Regions from separate parts of the Mus musculus genome. Here region 2 is linked to region 1. Evidence: chromatin contacts called from public Micro-C data. All regions are on one chromosome and are shown on one strand. The core of a region is the stretch at or near the end of the contact, and the rest is flanking DNA. Distances in the headings are between cores, read along the strand shown.

Region 1 (4,677 bases), core at 90-2,589:
CTAAACAAAGTAATGTGAGAGAACTTGTGGTCCACTGTGGTGGTTTGAATGAGAATGGCCCATGGGCTCATTCATATAAATACTCATATAGTTGACTCCCAGTTGGTTGAACTGTTTGGGAAGGATTAAGAGAGAGAGCCTTGTTGGAGCAGGCACCTAGGTTGAACTTTGAGGTTTTAAAAGCCCATGCCATCCAGCTAGCTCTTTTTGCCTCATGTGTGTGGGTCAGTCAGGATGAAAGCTCTCGGTTCCAGCTCCAGTACCTGCCTGCTTCCCTGCTCCATACCACAATGGTCATAGATTCTCGGAAACTGTTAGCCCTAAGTAAATGTTTTCCTTTGTAAGGATCTTGGTCATGGTGTACTATCACAGCGTTAGAAAAGCCAACCACAAAACCTAAACTATTTACTCGCTTGCTCCTTATAGGACGAGGCTACCGATCCCCATTCAAGAAATAAGCACACCATCCTCACTATCGACTCCCACGACCTGCGCTGTCATCAAACTGTCATTTAACAACCCGTTTGAAAGTCCTAGGTCACCTCCTGAATTTTGTGTTATTTTCCTTTGCACACTTAATAACATATACATATAAAATATTATTTATTTCATTTCCTCCTGCTCTTCAAAAATGGAGTGATACTCTGGTTTTTCTGCCATAGACATTATCATCTCAGGATCATGTGGCTTTCATCTGCTACACTTCCCCTGCAGTTAGACATGGTGTGTGTGGGGTTCCTGTTGTTACACGTGTTTGTTAATACTTCTTATTTTCAAACTCAAGTTTTGGATAATCTGGTGATGATGGAAAAGATTTAAAAAAAAAACCCACACTTTAAAATACCACTTATATATTTATTCTGCGACAGTTACCGGATTCAATTAATTTAACTTCTCCCATCATTTAAATCTTAATCACAATGCTGATAGGAGGATGTTATAACTCTCACGGAGGTTAATTAACACACCAAAGGTCATAATGCTAATAAATGGCAGAATATAGATTTGAACCAAGATTTAACTCTCAGCCCATGTCATTAATTCTTCCTGCTTATCCAAAGATGTTTTGAGGAAGATAACTTGAGGCGGGGGTTGAACTATGAAGAAAACGTGAAACTGTTAAGACGTCCTGATTAACTAAAATGTTAACAATAAGAAAGACAATATGATTTAAAGTTTTCAGCTAATGTAGGGAAACTCTCTCTCTCTCTCTCTCTCTTGACTAAGCAACTGAAAAAAAAAGTTAGTTCCAGAAGTTAAAACCCTAAGCAAGCAGCTAGAGGTGACCTCATGGGACACAGAAGCTGAGGATTTGTTCATTTTGTGTGAATCAGAGCCACATTGCAGCTTTTGTGGTTGGAATACCTCATGAGGCAGGCATGAGAATATTCTTGCCGGGACAGATTTTAGACGGTGTTTCCCACAGACCAGAAGTCAGGGCCTCACTGGTTACTGTTCTCTCTGCTGTCTTTCTCCCTCAGTGAAAAGTGACACAGTTGCATAGATCAGCCTGTCACACACACACACACACACACACACACACACACACACACACAAACACGTTGTACATACATGTACCACAAGTACTATACATATACACACCACACACACTACCTACACACTCTGCACTTATGAACACATTCATAAGTCTCTCTCTCTTTCTCTCTCTCTCATACACACGATATATATGTATGTATGTTATATATATACATATATATATAAAACAAATACACACATACTATACATACATAGTACATATTCACTATGCACACATGAACATATACATTCTATGCATACACATAGACACATACCAAGTTTTGACTTAACATGGTAATTATATACTCTTTAAGCTTAAAAATCTCATGCAGAATGCTATTTAGGACCTATTAATGTGTATGTGGCTTAAAACATGACAGAACTAAAAAGGAGGAAGCGTAGTCTTGAGGCCGAGTCACCATCTTCTTGGTTGTGGGGCCTGCTTTGGAGGTGCTGTGCTTGGGCCTGACAGCTCTCCTCTCCTGTGTGGTTTGTAGTCTGCATACTTCCTGCAAATGGATTTTCAGTTGGGGTGACCTTTGATGGTGACCATATGACATGGAGTCAGGGAGGAGAGTACAGATGTCTCTGGTAGAGGTGGTAATGCCAGCAAAGTGTGAACACATGTCTACTTTAAGTCTGAGCCAGCAGTCACCCCAAACGATGCACAGGATATTAAGATTGTTAAAGTTACCTTGATTGGACCATCAACAGGAACTGAACCATTTGTTCTACCCAGCCTGAGAAAAATGTCTGCCAAGCTTTTTTAAGATCTTAAAGGAAATTCCTCTTTTTGGGAATGCCAATGCAGACGGGTAAAGGGATGCTGTCATACTTTTTGCTGAATGAGAAATGTGGCCCACATGACCCGCCCCTGCATCATTTCATTACTGTAAGGTTTTGACTTCTTCAGTCTGTGACAGCTCCTAGCTCCAGCTTCCTCTTCATGCTTCCAGAGACGCTGGAAACAAAACACTACGTTCTCTGGAGGCCTCACTGCATGGAGTCTGGAGGACAGGGGATTTGAGTCAGAGCCAGGACCTTCAAGAACATCCTGAGAAGACCTTCTGGATAATGTGTTCCAAAGGGGTTGGACTGGGGGCGGTACGTCAGAGTCCAAACGCAGCTGACAGTGATTTCAAAAGCTGGCTCTTGATTTTAAAGTTCCCTCTTTGGGTTTCTCTGCCTCTGTCCTTTCTCCTCCCCTCCCCCCCCCCAAAAGCTCCGAGTGATTCATTTGTCTTTGCTCTTACGTGAAGTCCCATTATGCTCAACTAGCACACAGCATCAATTAAAGACATGGCAGCTAATACCAAGAAAAGCATTTGGCCAGTTTGAGTTTCTCTAAAGTGTACTTTTAGACACACGGATGGAATAGTAAAATGTTAGCTAACATCTAATTTATTAACAGAGGTGCACAACATACCTTAAATAATATATTAATATAGAAATATTACTGTTTCCAATCTTCAGCTTCCTGGAAAGATGTTATGTAATTCTTTTGTGTGTGTTTCTTTCCTAACTTATGGTTGAGTCACCTCATACTGACCTGTGGGGTCATCATCATTCCTACGTCTGGGCTGCTGGAGAAACAGTAGTTTTGAACCCCGTTAAATATGACCACTAAAACTGCTGTGTCAGGTTACATGTCCCTCACAGACTTGCTTTTTTTGGTTCGTTCTTTGACACAGTTAGTACAATGTGTTTTGATCATATTTATGGCTTCCTCCAACTCCTTCCAGAACCACCTCCCGTTCCCCTACCCACAGACTGTCCCGTTCTCGCTCTCTTTATACTCTCATCAAGTCCGATTTGTGCTGCCCAGGAATGTGTGGCACCCACTGGAGTGCAATCAGTTTAGTAGGGGCCACACTCTTAAAGCAAACTGAGCTTCCCTCTTCAATCAGCTATCAGATACTAAGAGCTTCTAGGCTAGGGGAGGGACTTCATGCCTACCTCCCTTCTCCCTGCCGGGGTTTGGTTGGGCTCCAGCTTGCACAGGTCCTGTGTGTGATGTGATAGCTGCGATGCACTCATTTACATGACTGCCCTGCACTGAGTACAGTGTTCCCTTGTGCTCATCCCCCAACTCTGGATTTTATATTCTTTCTGCCGTTCTTTTGCAATGATTCTAAACCTTGGGAGGAGGGGTGTAGAACATATGTTCCATTTAGGATAGAGAATTCTGGAATCTTTTATTCTGTGCACCTTAACCAACTATGAGTCTGTGATCACTGTCATCTTCTGAAAAAAGGAAGTTTATCTGATGGGAGTTGAGAGATATATCAGGAGTCACTTTAATAAATAAGTCATTAGGAGTCAATTTAATACTATCTCCATTTAGCAGATAGTATTATTAGTAGAGTCTCCCCTAGGGCCTCTGACTTGTCTAGCCGCAGTTCTTGGCTGGACAATGGGTCCAGGTATGGGTTTCATCTCCACATGATGTTTTTGTCACTATTGTGCTAGTGGGCATGTCTTGGTAAACCAGTCACTATTGTATACTGCAGTGTCCACAGATGTGTAATACTAATGAAGGTGTCCATCACATCTTCATGTACCATGAAAGCTATTCAGTAGCGATGAAGCTTCCACGTCAGGACTAGCGTGATATCTCCATGTTCTATGACTCAAGCATGTGTTGTCTACAGCAACGGGGTTTTTATCATTAAGTTCTTGAGGGTAACTGTCTTAGTCAGGGTTTCTATTCCTGCACAAACATCATGACCAAGAAGCAAGTTGAGGAGGAAAGGGTTTATTCGGCTTACACTTCCACATTGCTGTTGATCACCAAAGGATGTCAGGACTGGAACTCAAACAGGTCAGGAAGCAGCAGCTGATGCAGAGGCCATGGAGGGATGTTACTTACTGGCTTGCTCAGCCTGCTCTCTTATAGAACTAAGACTACCAGCGCAGAGATGGCACCACCCACAAGGGGCCTTTCCCCCCTTGACCACTAATTGAGAAAATGCCTTACAGTTGGATCTCATGGAGGCATTTCCTCAACTGAAGCTCCTTTCTCTGTGATAACTCCAGCTGTGTCAAGTTGACACAAAACTAGCCAGTACAGTAACCGTTGGCATCAGCAATATCCCGTAATGTTTGGGTATCCATGGCGTCTCACTGCAGAGTAGTGTGGAA
Region 2 (4,781 bases), core at 1,461-3,960, 65 kb after region 1:
GGGCCATCAGAAATGGAGAGACTATGAAAAAGGAACTGAAGTCTCTAGGCTCTGTAATATAAAGTACTCTTACTATTGTGGGCAGAGGAAATCTTGGCAGATTGGTATCTGTTTGAAGAAAATATTTTTCTTTCTTAATGTAGATTTGGACCATGCTGCTTTTCAGAACTGTTTTTGTTCTTGGGATAAAGTATGTCTGTACCATGTGTGTGTGTGTGTGTCTTCTTGAAGGTTAGTTAGAAGAATTGCCAGGAAGGCACACTGTTGTCAGATCAGCCAAGCCTAGCCTGGGCTACTGAGCAACACTACCCTGGAACATCGAACTGCGAGGGTGTCGCTGAAGGTTGTGGAAGACCACATTTTTCCCTGGGAGGGTTAAGTCCTAGACGACTGGCAGTTCACTGTGGGGAAGGTCAGAAGGGCTTTTCCCTCTGTCAGGATTTGAATATAAAGTGTTTCCCAGGAGCTCATGTTTTAAAGCTGGATCCCCTCCTGCTGGTGCTATTTTGGGAGGTCAGGACTGGGGACCTGGCTGGAGGAGGTGAGTCACACCTTTAAGGGAGATTCTGATTCCCAGGCCCTTCTTTGCTCTCTGTCCTCTATGAAGTGGACCGTCCTCCCTACCCTGCTCCCACTGCCATGCTCTGCCCAAGCACAGGGAACAAGAGACTGTCATCTGAAGCCTGTGAGACTGTAATTATGCCTTCTACCTCTCAACTGTTCTCTCGGATGCTTTGGTCATAGTACAAAAGTAGTTAATATCTTATGTGGGGGGTATGAGAAGGATAGAACTGAAGGCAGGGAATCAAGCTTGGCACCGAGCTGTATCCTAGGGACTGTCCTTTACAAGGGCTGCTGACCAGGCAAGCTCAGCATTGCTCTCATTTATATGCAGCGGCATCCTGCAGCTAGCTCCAAACCTGCAGCAAAGTCTTTTAAAGTCTCTTCTATCCATGCTTTGCAATGCTGACCAAGGAACTGAGTAAGTGTGGAGAGCTCTGTTCCTACCATCCTCTCTGCCACTTCTGCATATCCATGAGGGAAGCCATGCTGCTCATGACAAGGGGTGGGGGGTTCTCTGGGAACCACACAGATGGAAAAGTAGCCTGGTGAACAAGAGGATCAAGTAACGGGTGAGCTAAGATATCAGGCAAAGTACTATAGGATGAAGGGAGGCAGGGGCAGAGACTTATGGCAATCCTGTGCACCTGCCCCTTCCACTCTGAAGAACGTCTGGTGACTTTATGCCCTGGAGGATGCCATGGCTTGTGAACAAATGAATCAGAAGACCTCAGTTCTCCTCAGCTGAGTTGTGAAATGATGCTGACTTTCATAACATACACATCCAATTTCCAGCCGATACATTTACAAAAATGTTAGAGTAATGGTCAGTTTTATATACCAACTTGATTAGGCTGTACTATAAATACTTCATGAATCAAACAACAGTCTAGATTTTCCTGTGCTGCTATTTTTAGAAATGACTGATGCTTGCCATTAGTAGACTTTGAGTGAAGCAGATTATCTTCTACAACATGGGTGGGCCCATCCAATCAATGAAAGGCCTTAGAGCAAAGGCTGAGGCTTCCTCAAGGATCCATTCTGCTCCAAGAATACCACACACAAATCTGGCCTGAGAACCTCTCCTATCCCCCAGCCTGGCCTGTAGACTTCAATGTCAAGACCACACCATCGACTCTCACTGACTTCCTGGCCTCCCAGTTTGCTTTAGTGGTTTCTGACTTGCCAGCCCCATAATTATATGAGCCAACTTCTCAAAAATAAATATAACACGCACCCCTGTGTGTGTGTTTGTTTCTTTTTTTCTGATAAATCCTGACTAAGGCAGGCACTCTGAAAATGGATAACTGCTTAGTGTGTTCTACTAGAAATAGTCTCCATTCTAATAGAGTCAGCATTAATATTATTAAATTTTACCCAGAATTCACAACCATACACTGCCAAATCCCGTGTCTGGCTAGGAAAACACCTTAGTCCAAAGCCACTCGTTAGATATTCTGAAAGTACTGCCTACCTGCCTTCATCTCACGTCCTATCAGGATAGGGTGATGCCCAGACCTTTGTGTCATCTAAATTGTCTTGGTGCCATCAGTAACCATGGCTGTCTGTGGTAAGTAATGACACCCTCGCTCAGGGAAGCTCACGTGCTAATGGTGTGTGGCAGCTTTACAAACACTGTCTGTTTGAATTAGAGAGGCGAATTGTTCTGTGATTTGAAGATTCCTCAGTGAGTATCAGAGCCTTGGAGATGACGCTGTCCAGAAAGAATGTGTATGGCCACTATTGTGCCAATTTTATAATTCATCTTTTAATAATCTGTAACTGAAGAGCCGAGTGGAACTCATCAAACCCTGCCTTGTTTCTCACTGGGGAGCTTTTCTGTGTTTTGTTTTTGAGCCAAAGCTGAACGCAGCTGTTGGAGCTGTCACCAGGATTCTTGTTCACCCAAATATTGATAATAATGACTCCTGCTTCACATGGAAAGCATTTATTTAAATATTTGTAATGGAAAGACTGTTATTATTGATATTAGAGCTTTGCAGTGAGAATGTAATAACGTGGACATGACATTCATAAACCCGTGTTTGGAAGAAGCTGTACCCGCCTCCTGCGTGGCACACAGGGCCTTGAGCTGGTACTGTTGATCATCTGTTCTTCATAGAAATAGGGAGAAGTTATTACCAGGGAATAATTAAACCCACAGAAAGGGCCAAATGCTGGCAGGCTGCAACCATCCGCATCACCACACAACAGCCTGTTATGATCAGTGAAATCAAACTGCGGGGACTTTGCGTCTGAGGGGGTGGGGCGGTGTAATGAATATACCTTACTCTCTCCCTCCCCTGACTCGCCTGGATTACAGTAAAAAGCAAGCCCTCGCACGTTTTTTGTGCAAAAGGCTCTGGAGTGGAGTCTGGGTTCTATTCTCACTAGGAGTGACTGATGTGGCCTTGTGAGGGATGAAAGCTGTTTTGACTCTTCTTGCCAATACTTCACTGGAAGCCTTGTGCTAGTCAGAACCTATGGCTCTGTACTTCCTTCCTGTGTTTTTCTCTTTTCTGTTCTCTTAGCCTTTCATTGTTTGCCTGCCCTGGGTGGTCTTCTGTCTCCTGAATCAAACTCTCTTTGTTCTTTACGATGTGTTCTGATCAACGTGACTTTATTTTCAAGCCAATGTCTGATCACTTCCAAGGGAAGGGAGGAGCCTTTGTTAGGGTTGAGATGTCACACAAGGGCCTCACCAGGGACTTCAGCTTAGGCACAATGTGTAGACCTGAGGACATTCATTTTCCAGAACCCTAAGGAGATCTGGTGAGATCTGTCCCTTGGGAGGAAGAACTTTCATATCAAAGCTTTACCTGTGAGGGTGGAAGAGAGGCCCTGACTGGACTGATAGGAGACTTGAATCATTGTTTAGCTCCCTGAGGAGGGGGGTGGGAAGGAAGTTGGAAGTCGGAGGGAGTGACAAGAAGAAAAAAAAAGAGGAAAGGAGGGGCCAGAAGAGAGCAGGGGAAGGGAAGGCCTTGAGTAAAAACCAGGCCACCAAGCTGGGATAAATTGGTCTTCAGTGACACACTGTCCAGAGACTCACGTGCTAGACACAAACAGAGGGAGCCCTTCTCCAACAGGAGGATTTCAGTGACTGGGGCAACAGGGGGTGTATGTCTTCTGAGTGGTCCCCTAGCAATGCCTGGTGCCTATACTTCCTGAGCAGCAGTGCCCAGCTAGCTCAGGATGGTGATCCCAGGTATCCAGGGTCCCTTGGAGTATTCCAGAATGAATGCACGAGGCATATTAGCCCTTCTCTTACACACAAATTAGGTGATCCATCTTGGGTGTTCCGTGGGTATTCTGGCTTCTGGCTTTCCTATGGGACCCCTGCATCCTGGTCCAAGCTTGAAGCAGGAATGCAAGTAGTGTTAAGGTGAAGTGGAGCTGACGCATGCAACTTGAGCAGTTTTTCAATAGTCGACAGCCTGCTGGCCAGTGAGGAAGTTTCTTTTCAAGGAATCAACTTCTGTGATTTCCTGCTTCGGTGGAGTCACTGGAGAGAAAAACCAGAAGAATTTGGAGATACAGTATCTTGAAGACAGAAAAACACCAGATAGAGAAGAAAGTGCTGGGGGGAAAAACACCCATTGTGCTTAGTCAAGTTAGCCATTTAATGACAACACCTCTGTTCCATTTGTGACCTGTCTGATTCAGCCAATTAACGTCGTCTCAAGGGATACTTTTAATTTTGGGAGCCTTTGTTAAAAGCAATCCGAAAGCCCGAATAATCAGGGCTTACTGATAAGTTTCAGAGGACTATCTTCAGTTTGGAGGGACTGCCTGGGGTTCAGAGAGATGAATCATATAATTTCATAAGAATCCTTGATAATATAGTATGAAATTGTGCTCACATGCTCCGAAGTGTTTCTAAATAGCTGTGGCCACATCTTAGATACTCACTGTCTGAGAATGTATAATTTCAGGACTCAGAACAGGATGACAGAAAACCTCTGAGAGGTTTTGAAGGAAGCCGATGATCCCTGCCCACTTCAAAGTTGTGTAAGTTCCAAGGGGGCTGTCAGCTCTTGGACCCTCCCCTGCAGAGCCCCAGCCCCAGAGGCTCATGGTTCTTTCTACTTGGGACAATGGTGCCACACTGCACACAACACTCGATCCTTCCGGTCCTTTCCTCTCATGTACTGCAGTGAGTTGTGGGCCTGCTCTCTATGCTTGCTCCTTGTTTGCTCTATGTTTCCAGCAAAATTGCT

What was found. A called contact is a pair of places that touch in the nucleus more often than the background predicts.
Region 2: a Micro-C map of muscle stem cells shows a contact between it and region 1, with 4 times the contacts expected there. The contact joins two enhancer-like sites. A contact is called at or near these places in 3 of 484 Hi-C or Micro-C datasets (the C2C12 cell line, adipose-derived mesenchymal stem cells and muscle stem cells) and 3 of 115 datasets of contacts at active chromatin or transcription factors (embryonic fibroblasts and embryonic stem cells).

Annotation. Positions count from the first base shown.
Region 1 is chr12:71,415,817-71,420,493 of GRCm38.p6, forward strand. No RefSeq gene overlaps it. Among named protein-coding and RNA genes, the nearest start is that of 1700083H02Rik, 34 kb to the left of the region's middle. Within about 2 kb of position 1,340, at least 19 of the 459 cell types and tissues checked have an H3K27ac peak or open chromatin away from gene starts, as enhancers often do. A contact at or near this core is called in the C2C12 cell line and muscle stem cells, where this site is marked.
Region 2 is chr12:71,479,266-71,484,046 of GRCm38.p6, forward strand. No RefSeq gene overlaps it. Among named protein-coding and RNA genes, the nearest start is that of 4930404H11Rik, 59 kb to the right of the region's middle. Within about 2 kb of position 2,711, at least 54 of the 459 cell types and tissues checked have an H3K27ac peak or open chromatin away from gene starts, as enhancers often do. A contact at or near this core is called in the C2C12 cell line and muscle stem cells, where this site is marked.